Linked DNA regions of Mus musculus: region 2 is linked to region 1. The links are chromatin contacts, called in public HiChIP or PLAC-seq maps. All regions are on one chromosome and are shown on one strand. Each heading gives the region's core, a stretch centred on a gene start, on an enhancer-like site or on the middle of the called end of the contact. The rest is flanking DNA. Distances are from core to core; before and after follow the strand shown.

Evidence for each region. HiChIP or PLAC-seq counts read pairs in DNA pulled down with a chosen protein or histone mark.
Region 2: a contact with region 1 is called in an H3K4me3 HiChIP or PLAC-seq map of embryonic basal ganglia, with 6 times the contacts expected there. The contact joins two enhancer-like sites. A contact is called at or near these places in 1 of 484 Hi-C or Micro-C datasets (cerebral cortex), 4 of 115 datasets of contacts at active chromatin or transcription factors (embryonic basal ganglia, embryonic forebrain, embryonic hindbrain and 1 more) and 1 of 9 other capture datasets (embryonic stem cells).

What each region holds. Positions count from the first base shown.
Region 1 is chr11:113,989,396-113,995,572 of GRCm38.p6, reverse strand. All of the region lies in intron 1 of Sdk2 (sidekick cell adhesion molecule 2), which reads left to right. Among named protein-coding and RNA genes, the nearest start is that of Gm51929, 49 kb to the left of the region's middle. Within about 2 kb of position 4,817, at least 88 of the 459 cell types and tissues checked have an H3K27ac peak or open chromatin away from gene starts, as enhancers often do. A contact at or near this core is called in embryonic basal ganglia, where this site is marked.
Region 2 is chr11:114,640,834-114,646,458 of GRCm38.p6, reverse strand. No RefSeq gene overlaps it. Among named protein-coding and RNA genes, the nearest start is that of Gm31781, 17 kb to the right of the region's middle. Within about 2 kb of position 4,043, at least 32 of the 459 cell types and tissues checked have an H3K27ac peak or open chromatin away from gene starts, as enhancers often do. A contact at or near this core is called in embryonic basal ganglia, where this site is marked.

The DNA of each region.
Region 1 (6,177 bases), core at 3,568-6,067:
TGACCACATCCACACACAGGTGTGCACACTCTCACACATGTTCACACAGAGAGAAATGAAAGGTGAAAACGGAGCCTGCATCCCCACCATCCCCCCTCCCACTTCCTCAGCCTGGTGCTCTGTGTCCCTGCAGCCACTTCCCGATCCCCCGTCAGCAGAAAGCTCTCATTCCTAAGATGCCATGGGAAGAATGGAGCTGCGTGTTATCACGCCATTATGTAATACTGGACCCCATCACGGGATGCTCTATTCTGCCACGTCCGCACCGTATGGCACCTTCCCTTGACAGGGCTCCTTACTTGGCTAGCCACTCTAATTCGCATCCCTACCCTACCTCCAGCTGTGGGAGAAGATACTTATACTGGAGAGGAAACCCAGGATCCAAGGAGGTTAGCCAGTCTCCCAGCATGTGACAGAGAGGCCACATACATGCTATCTTACTGCCCCTTCTTGGAAGGGCCTGGTCGTAGCCTACACAACTCATAGAAGTGGGAAAGACTTGGGGAGACAAAAGACAGCACCCTCCTGTTCCTTCTCTGTCCCATCAAGAAGACAAGGGCAGATAAGACACTCACTGCCTCTTTCAAATGTTCAAGTGTCTTTAAAAAAAAAAAAAAACTTTTCATTTTCTGAGCAGATACCTAGGCAGAGGCAAAGCCCAGAATAAGTGTTTTGTCTGGAAACCCCATTCTATGGCAGTAGAAAAACTCCTGGACAGTAGGAGTTCAAATAAGAATCCCTAACCAGGGGAGGAGACACTACCCACAGCTCCCCTCAGGGGTCCAGTGGGAAGGCCGAGGCTTAGTATCAGGACCCTGGATTTTTATAAACTTAGCCACACTTTGTCCCGCCCTCCCCATTCCATCCTTCCCTCCTTCCCTTTCTTCCAAATGAGGTTAATTTTAGAATAAGTCCCTCTCTGTGTTTGCCTGAGCAGGGTCGCTTGTCATTCATAGAGATTCTAGAAGGTTCTAGAAGAAATATGGTGGAGCTCCATGCAGAGGTGATCACACACACACACACACACACACACACACACACACACACACCACACCCCTTTGGCTCTTTGGGCTGGGAGTCTTTGCTCCCTGTCAATACCCCAACAGAACGTGAAGGCTCCCTGTTTGCAGCCAGCCTGTACCCCCTTCCCCTACACCATTTGTCTGCCAGGAGTCAGGTGATGCTGAGGGGCCCTAAGGCTGAGGTCTGCAGCTGAGGCTGGTATAGTCAGGGTGCAGAGGAACAGAGCAGCAGAAAGAAGAAATTCCTAGAAAGAGAAAAGATGGGGGGGGGGCAGGGAAGGGTGGGTACTAAGAGCATAGGGTGAGAGGGTGTTTATTGCCATTCCTGCTGTGGTAGAAGTGCCTGTGCCTCTGTGATGCCTGCTGAAGGCAGGAAGTCTAAGGCTGTGACCCATTTAAGGCTGTGACCTTGACCTTGATGAGGTAGCCTGGGCCCAGCAGGACCAGCCGGTGTGCATGGCGCATGTGTTTGCTATCCCATGAGCTTCACCCGCTTAAACATGCCTGTTCTGTGGACCGTAATCACGCTTCCCATTTTAGAGGCAAGGAGACTAAAGCGCAGAGAAATGGAGTGGCTCACCTGGGTCACACAGCTAGGACATTCTGGAGAATTTAGACTCATAGCTGGCTTCATAGCCCCTTCCCCACCCCTGCCCCAAGCTCTGCATTCACTCGCTGCTGCCGGGACTCCCCAGGCTTGAGAGGAAGATCTCACTGAGGGCAAGTTTGGCTCTTCTCTCTCAGCCTCTACCCAGACGTAGGCTAGGACCAGATGGCTTGTGTGGTTTAACTCTCATGATGCTCATCAAGCATCTAAGACTATGACTAAGAAGGACTTGTCATGATAATCATTGCCCCATTGTACAAAGGGGGCAGACCTGGCTCTTCAGGACAGGCTGCGACCACGCCTCACCTCCCCAGGACTCTTCTGCTTCTTCCCCCACACAGCTAAAGGGAGCTGCTTGCTTCATCTGGTCCTTCCTTTCAAACCCAGACCAGGCTCACGGGCTCCCAATATGGCTCGGGGCATCTGCGGCTGGGGCTTTTAAGCTCTTCAGATCTGTTTGGGAAGAGTCCCCTGCTGCATCTCTTGGCGATCACCTCCAGGGCGACTGTGCTTCTGTCCTCCTTGTCAGGAGGGTACTACCCACCCCATGTCATTTTCGAGCCGTGACTCCCACAGGGTGGCATTGCCTTGCCAACCGTCTTCCTAGCCCAGATCCCCTTCTAAAGCCCTGAGCACATCCCTCTAGTCCAGGAACCCACTGACCCCCTCTGTGTAGCCACATCTCCACCTCTCTGCAGCAGGGACTGTGCACTGCCTCTGAACAGTGGGAGGACGGATGCCTCTGCTTTCTCATCCCTCCGTCTCAATCCCGAGGCCCTTTTCCTTTGGTGCGAAGCTCGGAGGCCTGAACCCTCCCCAGGTGTTTAGACTCCGCATCGTTTCAAGTCGTGTTTGCATTTTATAAAAGGCAAGCCATCCTGTCTGCAGAATATTAAGTGGCTCAGGCAGCTTTGGGAGACAGACTTGTGAATTCATCGACATCTGCCTACAGGATCTCGGAGCTCCTCAGACCCACAGTTGTCTCCCTACCTAGGCCCTTCTGCATCTTCCCCAGCTGAGCTCTGAGACTGAGACAAAGAGGCAGCCCAGCCATGCTTGACCAATGGCTGGGAGAATTGCCTCTGAGGCCCAAGGCAGATGCCTGGCTGGGACCTTAGGCAAGCAAGCACCTTTCTCTCACTGGTCTCTTTTAGCATCCCTGGTACAGGAAGGGGTCAAGGACAAACTGTGACATATTCACAGCCTGTTCCTCTTGAGTGCCTAGCTCAGGCTGGCCCACCCATGGTGCTGAGAATCGAATTCAGGTTCTCTACAAGAGCAGTGTGTGCTCTTAATCACTGAGCCATCTCTCCAGTCCCTAAACTTTTCTTAATAAACTCCAATTTTGCTTCTAAATTGAAGACCCAATGAGTTCCAAAGTCACTATAGGAAACCCTGGTATTAAATAGATGATATTCAGGGATAAGGCCTTGACATTGGAAATGGTGAGCCAGTATCAGCCTCCCTGTGGGTGGCGCCGCAAACTCCGAGCACTGGCTGCTGTGACCAGTTCCTCTCCTCTAGCTCTAGATCTCTGATGAGATCTAGAAAGAGCACACACCAGTCCTGGAGATTGGGTGTCTCAAGTTCAACACTGCTTCCGTGCCTAGAGGAGAGAGCCATGAGCTCGCTTCTCCCCCATCCTGCAGTCTATCCATTCAGAGAAGCACTGTGAAGCTGTGACACCTTCCCTGGACCCAAAGGATAGGGACGCAGTGTAGCACAGACTCAGCCCAGATAGTGCTCCTCCTCAACAGCTCCTCTGCCAGTGACTGTCCCTATCTCTGAGTGCCAGCCAGGAGACTGGGATGAAGCACTCGAAACGGAGAGGCTTGCCAGGCAAAGAATTAAAGTGCAGAGTAAATGAAACCAGAGCTAGACATGCCGGGGGCAGGGGGGGGGGGTCAGTTCCAAAGAAGCTCTGCCAGAGACACAGCCCACACCACCACGCCACGGCGGCTGGCACCACGTTAACATCAGCTGCAGGCTCTGCAATCAGCTGGGCCAAGTTCAAATCTTGCTCCCCCCACAGCCTACTATTGTGATCTGGCACAGACCACTTAAGACGTGTGTCTGTTTCTTCCTGTCACTGACATAGGTGTGGCCCAATGAATGGCAGGGCACTTGCCTAGTGTGTGCAAAGCTCTAGTTTGGATGCCCAGTACATAGAAAGAAGGAGATAAGAAATGTAAACATGGGCATGGCGGTGTGGATGCTAAGAAGTGAGTCCAGGTAGCAGGCAATGGACACCCAGTGCATGTGGCTCCTTGTAATGATCTGACTTAATATAGAGAGGCTAAAGACTGAGGACCAAGGGACCTATGTGCCATGAACCCTTATTCCTCCAGCAACAGGCTGGATCTATTGCACGGTGTCTCTGCCCGGCTTTCTTCCCTCCTCCCAAATGATGCTTAGCTCTGGTTTTGGCTCAGATCCATAGGATGCCAGTCTGAGAGGTTGGGAGCTCCTGGATTGCTCCGGCGGTGCAGATGACCCTGCATTGCTAGGCTCCTGTGTCACATCCATGAACACAGCAAAGGGAGTCAGAGGATCACCAGGAGAGACAAAGTGAGTCTGGGTTCACTCCACGACTCTCAGTGGCCAGGTGCAGACACACCCTCCAGCTGTGACTCCCGCCAGCCCCCATTCCCCAAAGCTTGAGGATGTCCACCTCCATCACCCCAACCCTGCCGCTGCTTATGACACAGATGTCACCAGTCCTCACCAAGCTGCCTTAACATGCGGGAATTCTATCTCAAATATGTTGCACAAATGAATAATAAAAACAAAGGAAAATTACCCTCTTTATTGAAACTCATTTTATGAATAAAACAATTATTCTGGTAATTGAAAAAATGTGTCGTTAAATTAAATGCAGTGGTTCCTATTAAAATTTTAGTGCGTTTTTGCTGCTGCTGGCTAGAGGCTGGTAATTATAGTCAAGAGTTTTGCTTTCTCTTTATTGTTTTTTAATCTCTCTGTGCTTCGGATCTCCAACGATATTTTATGTCAAAGAGATTTAGAACTGTGCCCCCAGAAAGGGGGGGGGGGATAAAGCTGGCCGGGGGGAGAGGCTAGCAGGGGGACTACAGCGACATCTGCTTCTGACTGGAGCTTGCCTGTCATTCCAGATGTCCAACAGTTTTGGTTGGTCTCCTCACCCATCTATCAGCCTGGCATCCAATCACAGCTCTCTTAATGCAGCTCCCGCCCCCTCCACTCTCTTCCCTGCCTCTTCTCAGTTTAACGGAATCTTCATGCTGAGGGGAAGCCTGGAGTAAGGTGCCCAGGATGCCTGGGTCTCACTGCCTCTTGGAATCTAGGTTCGGAAGGCAGCCTGGTGAAGTGGGTGGGATCAGCCTGCTAAGGCTCCTCCTTCCTTAGGGGCGGGGCCATCGTAGAAGGGTATGTCACCTTGGTGTTTGTAATCCTATTGAGGAGCAGGCATGCCCCTGCCCTTTCTACCACTTTATCCTTAACTGGCAGCCTAGCCTTTTTCAATTAAGTTGGGGGAAGGAAGGGAAGGAGGGCTGCATTGCAGCCTGCTTGGTATAGCATGGACCAAAGAGGAAAATGGGCAGGAAAATGCCCTAGAAAAGATCTAGGCTTCTTTTCCAGTCCCTACTGCACTCTCTACACACAAATAGCAGGCGAGCCCCCTTCCCCACCCCTCCCTCCTGGCCCAAAGCCTCACCGCTAGGCTTTGGCAGGAGCCTCAAGACTCCTAGGCTGACTTAGCCCCACTATGACTGCCCTTGATGTGTTCTATTTTTTCTGGCTCTGTTCTTTGTCTGGGAGATTGAGCTTCTGGTGGGCAAGGTCTCTGGCCGTGCGAGGTGCCACTGGGAGCTTGATGGATGGAACTGGGCTGGGAGCATCCTGACATTTATCTCTAAGACACCAGGAGCTGATTAGGAGCCAGATGTCGTTGTCCAGCGATGTCGGATGAGGCCTGGGTACCAGGCAGTAAGGAAGGCAGCGTGAGCCAGAGCCGGGCATGTCATCTTGCTCCCCTGTACCCACCTAGGCTATTCTTTCTTGGATCCATTTTCCTCAGCTTTGCTACAGTCAGCCTGAATTGCAAGGAACTCTCTTCTCAGTTCCTCGGGCTCTGAAGTTACCTGGCTGCAAGCTGGGTTTAGTAACAGGAGGCCCTGGCCAGATATGGGAAGCGGAGGAAAACAGATGCTGGGTTTTCCCCCATCTTTTATGTCTATACTGGCACTCCTGATGGCTATGTCTGGCTCATGACATCATCTCTTGGTGGGCTGTAGACTCACCCTGCTTCCTCCCAGACCCCAGCACCTTGAAGAGATTCAGGTTTTCTAAATTGTCAACCTCTTGGTTACTATGTTACCCCCATTTGGCTTAGCAGCCCTCCCATCACCCATAGATGGTTCCCTGGAGTAAACTTCAGTCTTAATACAACAGTTAGATCCTGTTTTCCTCCCTGGACTCTGGTCAGATACCCACCCTGGCTTAGACAATCAGCTGAGGATGTGAGAGGTTCTGATCTCACAGCCTCCCTCATCCCACTAGCTTCCTTTC
Region 2 (5,625 bases), core at 2,794-5,293, 650 kb before region 1:
GTCACCTGCCCACCTGTTCACCCATCCTTTGATCCTTCCATCCATCCACCCACCCACCCATCTACACATCCACCCTTCTATCTACCTATATAACCTAGTCTTCCCATTTGCCCATCCATCCCTTACCTCCCCCCATCCATTCATGCATCAATCTATCTATTGCCTGTCTACCCTCTCACCTCTCCTCCCACAAACCCACCCACCAATATGTCCCTCCATTCATATTCATTCATCTAGCACACACCCTTAGGGTTTTACTGCTGTGAACAGACATCATGACCAAGGCAACTCTTACAAGGACAACGTTTAATTGGAGCTGGCTTACAGGTTCAGAGGTTCAGTCCATTATCATCAAGGGAGGAACATGGCAACATCCAGGCAGGCATAGTGCAGGAAGACCTGAAAGTCCTTCATCTTCATCTGAAGGCTGCTAACAGAATACTGGCTTCCAGGCAGCTAGGATGAGGGTCTTAAAGCCCACACCCACAGTGACACACCTGCTCCAGTGGGGCTACACCTTCAGATGGTGCCACTCCCTGGGTTGAGCATATACAAACCGTCACACCCTCCAAACATCATGTATCCTTCACATGTTTTGCCTCAGTACATGCATCCAATCAGCCCAAGTCCTTGGGGTCCTACAAATGCAGTTCAACTACACTGTATAAGGCAGACCAATACACATGTGTTGTTAGCGAAGAATCCATCATGTGTCCTTTCACATGTTTGCTTTAGCAGAACATCCTCTCTCCTGCGTCTGCTTCAGCGAAACGTTCCTTCATGAGTCTGCCTTAGCCTTTTACCTGTGTCCACTTCAGGAAAACACTCTTTCAAGTGTTTGCCCCAGCAAAACACTATTCAATACAACTGAGTCTCCAAAGAACCCTTAAGTCTCCATATAGCTCCACCTGTCCATCTTTTATCTGCCTGTCCATGGCAATCTACACACCTATCTACCCCCCCATCTTTCCATTCATCTATCAATCCACTTACCCACCCACCCATTCGCCATCCAGACATCTATCTATCTTGTCTGTCTACTCACCGCCCCCCCCCCCAATTTACATCTCCACACCCATCAGTGATTCTTCCTATTCATCCACTCTTTCATTCCACCTACCCCACCCCATCACATATGTACTGTTGACTAGGCTGGATGTCAGGGTGCTCCAGTAGACAGCCTGCTAGACACTAGAGAGCCTGGCCTACTCATGCTCCTGTCAGAAGTAAGGGACCACAGGGATTTCCTTTTCTCACAGAGTGCTTTGAGGGGCTCTGAAAACCTGACTGTCTGAATCTAGGGGGCAATATCAAACCAAAGCCACTGTATAGATGAGACAGAAAGGAGTCCTCTGATGAGTGTGTGTGTGTGTGTGTGTGTGTGTGTGTGTGTGTGTGTGTGTGTGTATGTGGATTAGTGAGGATGCTCAGGAGGGGTAGCTCTGTTCACACTAGAGAAGGTGATGGTATTTAAGGAGGGTGGCTTGATTAAGGGACTACAGAAGACACATAGGCCTTGGTGAGGGGACCCATTGGCCTGTAGGTAAGCTCTCTCTCTCTCTCTCTCTCTCTCTCTCTCTCTCTCTCTCTCTCTCTCTCTCATCTGTCTCAATTTCTTTAGTCCTGGGATTATGAACAGCTTAATGTGGTGGTGGTGGGGTTTCAAACCCAGGCCTTCATGCATGATGACAGGTGAGCCCTCACACTGAGCTGCCTCCCCAGCCCCCTGCTTACTTTCTGATCCCTTCCCTTCCTCTTTCCATAGACCTGCTGCTGAGGCTGAGGGTTCTTGGCAGTGAATGTATATCCTGTTGGTCAAGCAGAGCTATGGTTTATGCCTGGTGCCCAGCCCGAGAGTTCACGAGTTCCTCTCACACTTGGAAGCTGCCCCAGACTGAATCCTAGGCTATATAGTGATCCAGTGACCTGGGCATTTCTATGCCCCAGAAAAGCCCCTGACTAAAGGCCACCACAGCAGTGAAGAGAGAAGTAGGACGAGTGAGACACTGGTCACCTGACTGGAAGACTCCTGGGCCCCAGGTCCTGACACAGAATGTCAGAGGCTTCCTGGAGGAGGGGGCTTGGGCAGAGACATCAAATAAGACATCAACAGGTCAAGGAGAGACCCTGAGGACACTAGGGGGCAGCATGGACCCTCTGTGGCTGGGGATGGTGAGGCTATAAAGCCTGGGACTGAGACAGAGGGGCTTGTGGATCACGCTCTATTAGAATATGGCTGTGTTCTATTCTAGAGGTGACAGAGACAGGGACACACACAGGCTTCTCAGAGTGTGTCCCAGAGCTGGTGCCAGTCTGAGCACTGCTCATCATCTGCTGACTAAGCAGAGGGGGTGTATTCAGCAGTTCGCATAACTTCACAAAGCAATCTTGTGTCTGTTCATTGAATAAGGATGCAACGCAGGCTGTACTTCCTGTGTTCTTGAGACAGCGGCTCACGATGGACCTCACACTCACTTTTGAACTAGCAATTTTCCTGTCTCAGCCTCCTACGTGCTGGGATTGCAGGTGTAAGCTACCAGGTCTGGCTTAGAGTTCATCTTTCTTTAGCAATTTATTCCTTTTTTTTTTTTTTTTGTTTTGTTTTTTGTTTTTTTAAGACAGGGTTTCTCTATGTAGCCCTGGCTGTCCTGGAACTCACTCTGTAGACCAGGCTGGCCTGGAACTCAGAAATCTGCCTGCCTCTGCCTCCCAAGTGCTGGGATTAAAGGCATGCGCTACCACGCCTGGCTAGCAATTTATTCTTATGAAAGTTTCCATAGCATTGTTTTGGGAAGTTTATTTCTGAAAAATATTAAATGGAGAGTTCCCTCCCATGACCTGACACCACATAGCTGGGCTACAGAAGACCTTGTCTTAGTTAAAGGGTGGGAAGACTAGAGATGGCTCCACATTTAACAACACTGGCTGCTCTTCCAGAGGATCAGAGTTCAATTCCCAGCATGCACACGGCAGCTCACAACATCTGTAACTCCAGTTCCAGGGGATCTGATGCCCTCTTCTGGTTCTATGAGCATATATACACACACACACACACACACACACACACAAAACAACGAACGAACAAACAAATAAACAAAAAACCCTTTAAAGATACTTAGAATAAGTGGAAATAAGGTCAGACACAATGGCTCATGCTTTGTAATGCTAGCACGCAGGAGACTGAGACAAGCAAGCTTGCTGGCCAGTCGTCTTTTTTTTTTTTTTTCCAAATAGTGTCGTATAGCGCAGGTTGGACTGAGACTCACTATGTAGCCAAGGATGACCTTGAACCTCCTGCCTTCGTGGGAGTCTGGTATGCGGTGATTATTGGCACGTGGCTTATAAAATTCTGGGAATGGAATCTCAGTCCTGTGCATACAAAGAAAGCAGCCAGCAACTCAGCTACAGTCTCAGCCTCTGAATCACGACAAAAGAATTCAGTCGAGGATACAGTTCAATGGAGAAGGACTCCCCAAGCATGCACGAAGTCCTGGGTTCGATCCTCAGCACTGAAAAAAAAAAAAGAAATTAAAGTATTGATCTGCCATGAATCAGAAGCGAAGACTCCACTGTCTGCTACCTGAGGAAGCCAAAGAAGTATGGCAAAGAAGTATGGACACAGGTCATCGTTCAAGTGAGGATGCTGGGCCAGGCAAGGGGAGGGGCAGCTTAACCTGGTGCTGTGGGTGAGTGGGAGGATGTCTGGGGTCTCTCCCTACTCCCAGCCATCCCACTGCACAGGGACTTGGGAAAGCTGCAGTTTTTCTCCAGGGAGGTGGAGGAGGGGTAGGGAGGGGTGGAGAGGTGAGGGGGGAAGGGGGGCTAGGGAAGGGACTGTTAGGGGGAGGGGGGTAAAGTCTGGTTCAAGATGAGCCTCTGAGAAATGATGACTCTAGAAGTCTGTACCTCAAACTCCAAGCAAAGCCATCTGTGGGAGTGCACCCTCTGCCCTTCTGTTCCAGAGACCCCAGTGTATCTGTCCATCACAGGTGTGCCCGCCCTCTGGGAGGATGGAAGGGCGGTGCTCCACCGGCCTCTGCCAATAGGAGAGGAGATGGATCGGGAGGGCTGTTTCCTTGCATACAAAGGAACCCAGAGGGGACTGAACCTCCGGCTGGCGGCTGTCTGCCTCTGACTGGCACTAGGGTGGATGCTGTACTTTCGTACACAACCGTTGTCTCTGGGAACTTAAAGGGCATGCACTCTGCTTGGCGGTCATCTGAGAGCTTTACGAACGCAGCTACCATAATCTTGGACGTATTTGTAGCCTCTTGTATCCACCCAGGGAAAGCGAGTCTCTTGGAGACAGCTTCTTTGTGGTGTGGCTTCCAGACTTAGGGCTCTTTGCCTCCCAGACTTAAGCTCTCAGCCTCTGAACAGGCGCCGTAGGAAGGAGATGCCTGAGTACAGCCGGTTCCCGTGAGGTGACAGTGATGGATCTCTCACCTTGTTGCTATCACATCTAGGTTAGCTACTTTTCTCAGTGCTGTGACAAAACACCCAGCAGGGACAGCTTAAGAGAAGGAAAGGTTTATTACGGCTCAGGGTTTCAGAGGGATTGTGATAGTTCATCATGGCCGGCATCGTGGCGGGAGGCGGGGCAGAGCAGATGCTCACATACTGTTGGGTGAGACAGCAGAGCAGGATGGGACCACTGCTGGGTACAACCTTCAGGGTCCTCTCTGCTAATGACCTCCTTGCACTGGTGAGGCCCCACTACCTAGGCCAGAGCTGCTGGAGCCAGCCTGGAGGAGGTGGCATGGTCAGCTGACCTGGGTCTTCAGGTCCTATTGGTTGGCTATTGCGTAGCTAAATAAAAGAGCCGTGGGAGAACTGGAGTCCTTCAGGCCTTGGCTCCTGCAGTTTCTAAGTTCAGTATTTGGCTCCTAGGCCTGAGGCTGGGTGGGGCCCAGCTCAGGATCTGAGGTGGAGAAACAGAAAGTAAGGCGGCTCTCTCCTGGATAGCTAAGAAACGTTGGGGAGAGGCGAGGCGAGGCGTACAGAGGTGCTGAGAAGGATGGTGCTCTCATGGCATGAAGAGAAAAACCCTTGCTAGAAACTTCCAGAAGAGACTGGGCTTTGGAGAGAGTCTGGGAGGAAAGAGAAGGAAGCTGTTGGCAGGGGCCCAGTGGAGGCTGGGCCTACTGGGCCGACCAGGATGGCTCCTCTCCGTCATTTAACTTGTATTTTTCTACTGGTGGTATCACTCACTTGAATGCAGATCATAAAAATTACAATTGATGTTTCAATTAGTTATAATTTACGGAGTGATTACATTTAATTTCTCTTTTATTGTATTTTAATGGCTTCAAATTTCTTGTTGATGAGATTCTGCCTCATGATCTGAAGTCACAGGCCACGGGGTGGAGACTGGGCTCCGGTTCTCATCGGGGCAGGTGGGCATGGCCCACTTCTGGGGCCCCTTGCTCCTGCTGGGGTCTCCTCAGCTGACCCAGAAGCCTCCCAGCCTTTGAGGCCCGGGCTGAGGTATTTGGCATGGAAGTAGAATCGGCAGGGTATGCAGGCAGCAGGGTGTGCAGGCAGCAGGAGGAGCTTGGGGCTCCGCTGCCCCCAGCTGTCTTGATGGTCTTGCTAATGGGGAAGGAGATTTGTTTGTTCTTAAGA